Linked DNA regions of Gossypium hirsutum: region 2 is linked to region 1. Evidence: chromatin contacts called from public Hi-C data. All regions are on one chromosome and are shown on one strand. The core of a region is the stretch at or near the end of the contact, and the rest is flanking DNA. Distances in the headings are between cores, read along the strand shown. Region 1 holds the start of LOC107962027 (aspartic proteinase PCS1). Region 2 holds the start of LOC107900472 (probable mediator of RNA polymerase II transcription subunit 37c).

Evidence for each region. Hi-C and Micro-C count contacts between places; a contact is called where the count stands out from the background.
Region 2: a contact with region 1 is called in a Hi-C map of leaf, with 2.6 times the contacts expected there. The contact joins the promoter of LOC107900472 here to the promoter of LOC107962027 in region 1. A contact is called at or near these places in 3 of 34 Hi-C or Micro-C datasets (leaf and petal).

What each region holds. Positions count from the first base shown.
Region 1 is chrA06:121,389,393-121,392,092 of Gossypium_hirsutum_v2.1, forward strand. It overlaps LOC107962027 (aspartic proteinase PCS1), which reads right to left and starts at 1,346. Exons shown (of 1, transcript XM_016898241.2): 1 at 1-1,346. The coding sequence starts at 1,242.
Region 2 is chrA06:121,739,975-121,742,674 of Gossypium_hirsutum_v2.1, forward strand. LOC107900472 (probable mediator of RNA polymerase II transcription subunit 37c) reads left to right here and starts at 1,261. Exons shown (of 2, transcript NM_001326889.2): 1 at 1,261-1,562; 2 at 1,799-2,700. The coding sequence starts at 1,349.

The DNA of each region.
Region 1 (2,700 bases), core at 96-2,595:
CCACACATTTTGTTGATGATGATGGCCAATCACGAACGCTTCAATACCTAATAGATCAGAGTTTCCAAATGTGAAGCAATACACTGAATCACTCCCCTTATTCATCTCGGGTACTCGATACAATAGCCTCTCGCCCGATACGCTCATCTCGGCCCCTTGAAACATCAAACTAACTCGTGGTAAATTCGAAAAACTCGTACCGGGTGACTCGTCAACTTGGTAACATAAGTCCATTGCTCCCTGGAAAACAAAGTTCGGATCCTCAAAAACTCGTAAAACCTCTCTTGTTTGTTGCAAAAACTCGTTTCTTAACGCATTATAAACCGGACCCATTAAGAAAGTAAATTGGGTGCCCAAATCAACCATTGTTTGACCCGCACCCGTGTGATCCGGTAAAAAAGCGGATCTTGGTAGGTCCAACATTTTGGTCCCAACTTTAATTCCTTCTAATTGCACCGTATATGCAACCCGATCAAAATATGGCAATGGATCGGATATTTGAATCAAAGGAGTATAATTTAACGTTTTAAGCCACGAGAATCTCGTATCGCCGAGAAGTAAAACACCAGAAGAGTCAAAACCCGATATACAGTACGAGAATTTGGGAAAACCCATTTGACTCACGAATGATAAGGACCCACGGTTCATGCCCATTAATCCGGTTGCTTTCGAATCTTCATCTGAATTCGAGCTAAAACCTGAGTCCATACACCCGAATAAAAACCCGGGTCGGATGGAGGACCCTATTACAAAATTCTCATACGCGAGAGTTCCCTCAATTGAGGAAGCGTCGGCATAAGAGACAGCCACGTGGCACAGCTTATTATTCAGTTCGCAGGAAGCGGGTACGAATAAGTCTCGGGTACGGGTTTTACAAATGGGTGAAGCGCAAGGGATGTGAATGTAAGACTTGGAAAGTTCAGGGGTAAAAAAGGAATTTAAGTTGGGATTTTTTTTGCAGTGAAGCCATGAGAGTTCACTCCCAGTGTCGAGGACCATAGTGACATTCTGTGGCGGCGAGCCGACGGATAAAGAAACTGTTAAAGTAACGTTATGGTGGAAGCCAAGCTTGTTGGTGGCGGCGGAGGAGGAAAGTTTAGAGTTACGGGCAAAGGTAAGTGGGGTTCGACCAAGGGTTGTTTTGAGAGGTAAAAAGAGTGTTTGTTTGGAAGGAAAAGAAAATTTTTGATGGAAAAGGAGGAGCAAAATTGTCAAATGAAGCAGAAAATGAAAAGAAGCCATTGATTTAGTTTTGGAAAAAGAGTGCTTTGATCTTCGGTTTTGTTTTGTACGTAAAATATAACTGTTGTTTGAAAGTTTTTTCAGTTTAGTGTAGCTTTGGTTCCTTAAATACTGGTAGCAAAACTCATTATTCTCTTTTAAAAATTAAATAAATTAGAAAAATTGAAGGAAAAAGTTTTTCTATTTATTTATATTTTTTTAAAAGAAAATTCTTAAATTGGTCATACGATTTTTATTTTTTTTTTGAAGCTCCAGCTATTTACACCTGTTTTTCCATTGCATTTTAAAAATGTTTTTAGAGCACAAAAACACTTTTTGCATCATAAGCAATAAAAAATAATGCACTTTTATGTATAGAAAAAGTAATTTTAAAGTAAAATGTTACTTTTAACTTTTATTTTTATATAATATTTATATTGAATATAGGGTTATTTTTTATTAAAATATTTTTAAATATTAAAATATAATTTATTAACAATTCACATTAATTGCTTTGAAATATTTAAATTTATATTTTTATATCAAAATATTAATAATATTGTTTTGTTATTTTTTCCTCAAATATTGTAATATTAATGAAATTTAACATTATTTAAATATATATTTTTTTACTTTATAATATCACGTCCAAAATAGACATTTCATTTCTCAAAAACACATTTTAACAACAATACAATACACTTAAATTTTAAGTTAAAATTTTTAAAAATACTTTCTCACCGCACTCCTCAAAAGATAATGAAAAACTAACCCTTAATATACATTCATGTATCGGTAAGAGAAGGTGATAATATTTATTCATGTTTGCATTTTTTTTCATGTAAAGTATTTTTGATAATTTTAAATAACAATTAAAATTTTTAGAATACTTTTTATGTACTTTTTCATCATATTATTTTAATTTATTCAATTTTTTTTGTAAAATATTGCGATTTGGTTTTTAACCGGTCGGCACTTGTGTCGTTGATTCACCTCTTTTTACCTTCATGGGGCAACACTAGAGGGTTGGCAGAGGTCTTGACTTCTCTAAAATAGAAATTTTTATTTTTGATTTTTTAAAATTTATGAAATTTTAAATTAGTACATAGTAATATTACACTTTAACTCTCTAAAAATGATAAAATTTTGATTTATTCCTTTAAAAATATAAACTATTAAATGGTAAAATTATATTTTAGCTCTTATAAAATATACTATTTAATATCGCCTCAAAAAAATTCTTAGCTTCGTTTTACACTCTCAATCTCTCTTGTCATTTTGTCACTGGTCTTTCTGTCTTGTCAATTTAGTTATGGATAACCTTTGGGAAAGGGCTTCATGCCTTCTTCCGATAGTGATGCGTAGGTGGTTGTCACCCTTCGGGTTTCCCGTCATCCACTTTCCTTGCCTTGGTTGTCACCCTTCGGGTTTCCCGTCATCCACTTTCCTTGCCTTGGTTGTCACCCTTCGGGTTTCCCG
Region 2 (2,700 bases), core at 11-2,510, 350 kb after region 1:
AGATTTAATCTTTATATTTAAATAAGTTTTTAATTTTAATATTTTAACTTAAAAATGTTAACAATTAAAATTGATATATTTTTCATTGAAATTTGTTATCAATAAACTCATATAATCATATTAATTTTAGAAGTAAATGATACGAAAATATGGTAACAAAATTTGACAAAAAAAGTTATCAAAATAAAATAACTGATGGTATAACTTTACCTAGATGTAAACAATAATAATCCTTAAAAACATAAAAAATATTAGATTTTATTACACTCACGATATGATGAGCGAAAATATTTTATATTAAAAATATATATTTATAAAAATATATCGATGAAAGATTATTAGTTGAGTGACAATATCTTTTTATATGAATTTGTTGATCTTGTGTTTAATTTTCAAATAATGTTTCACAATTATTTTATTTGAGAATTATATAAAAGTATGAAAATATTCTTATAATAATATTAATTATTCTTTAAAGTAAATTTATTTTAATAATTTCACAGTTGAATTGGTGTCAAATTGACTCATACAACATAATATATATTACAATTGCTAATGAAGAAAAATTAAAATTAAAATTAAAATTAAAATTAAAATTAAAATTAAAATTAAAATAAAAAACATGGCATGTCAAATTACTTGTGAAATTAAAAATATTTTGTATATCAACTGATTGAATTTTAACTCGATTGACATGGACATTATTGTCAATGCAAGAGAATGTGAGTTCAAGTGCGTTGAAACATATTATCCTTTTATTTATAGGTTGGGTTGAGACTATAAATAATTCTAGACATTATATCAAAAAGAATAAATATGATCAAAATCTATAATAAAATTGTTTAAAAAAACAGTTTGTATATCACTATAGAAATATTTATTTATTTATTTATTTTGGGCATCTTAAAAATATATTTACTTAATAACAAAGTTTTCAACCAAAAATAAAATAAAATGAAGGTCCATATGTGTAATTCGAGTTGAGTTTGAATCCAAACCCGAAAAAGACCAGACCCGTCATAAGCGCGTAGCCGACTTCATTCAAAAAGAAAAATCAAAATTCTCACCCGCCCGAAACACGCAACTAAAAACTCGTGGTGGAGCCCACGACTTCTTTTTCCAAATCCGAAAATCAAATCTCAACCATTCATTCTATAAAATCCAACGGCCGTAAACCCCCCATTTTCCCCCCGAACATTCTAGAACCCTAATGACCCTAATTTAAAATATATAAAAGCACTAACCCTTAATACTAAGCCACACAGTTCATTCTAAAGAACAACTCTTCGTTCTTCATTTTCTTTTTTTTTCTCTCTAGTTTCTTTGATTTTTGCTGGAATTTAGAGTGATGGCCGGAAAAGGAGAAGGACCGGCGATCGGTATAGATCTCGGTACGACATACTCTTGCGTCGGAGTATGGCAACATGACCGAGTTGAAATCATCGCCAACGACCAAGGCAACCGAACGACGCCGTCCTACGTTGCTTTCACCGATTCCGAGCGTTTAATCGGCGATGCTGCTAAGAACCAAGTCGCCATGAATCCGATCAACACCGTCTTCGGTACATCTCTATTTCCCCTTTTATCGTAAAAAAATTGCATTTTAGATTTAGATCTGAGGCTTTGTATGCCTTTAGAAATTGCTTCTACGAGGAGATTCATTTTTTTGTATTTTTATATGCTATTTATGACGTCATTATATGATTTGCCCGAATTTAGTAGAGTTTGACTTCCCTGCTGTAATTTTGTTGACTGTAAAGTTTATTTACTTTTTTTTGTTAATTATTGAAATTAACAGATGCTAAGCGATTAATCGGCAGAAGATATAGCGATTCGTCGGTTCAAAGCGATATGAAGCTTTGGCCTTTTAAGGTAATCGCCGGTCCTGGTGATAAGCCCATGATTGTTGTTACTTACAAGGGCGAGGAAAAACAATTTGCTGCCGAGGAAATCTCATCTATGGTGTTAATCAAGATGCGTGAAATCGCCGAGGCTTACCTCGGAGCGACGATTAAGAACGCTGTCGTTACTGTCCCAGCTTATTTCAATGACTCCCAAAGGCAAGCTACCAAAGATGCTGGAGTCATTGCTGGTCTTAACGTTATGCGAATCATCAACGAGCCAACAGCCGCCGCCATTGCTTACGGTCTTGACAAGAAAGCCAGCAGTGTTGGTGAGAAGAATGTGTTGATTTTCGATTTGGGTGGTGGTACTTTTGATGTTTCATTGCTTACTATTGAAGAAGGTATCTTTGAAGTTAAGGCCACTGCTGGTGATACACATTTGGGTGGTGAGGATTTCGATAATAGGATGGTTAACCATTTCGTTCAAGAATTTAAGAGGAAGAATAAGAAGGATATTAGTGGGAACCCCAGAGCATTGAGGAGGTTGAGGACTGCTTGTGAGAGAGCAAAGAGGACTCTTTCATCGACAGCTCAAACTACCATCGAGATCGATTCATTGTACGAGGGTATTGACTTTTACACCACGATAACTCGTGCAAGGTTTGAGGAGCTCAACATGGATCTTTTTAGGAAGTGTATGGAGCCAGTTGAGAAGTGTTTGAGGGATGCTAAGATGGATAAGAGCAGTGTCCATGATGTTGTTCTTGTTGGTGGTTCCACTCGTATTCCTAAAGTGCAGCAGTTGTTGCAAGACTTCTTCAACGGGAAGGAGCTCTGCAAGAGCATTAATCCTGAT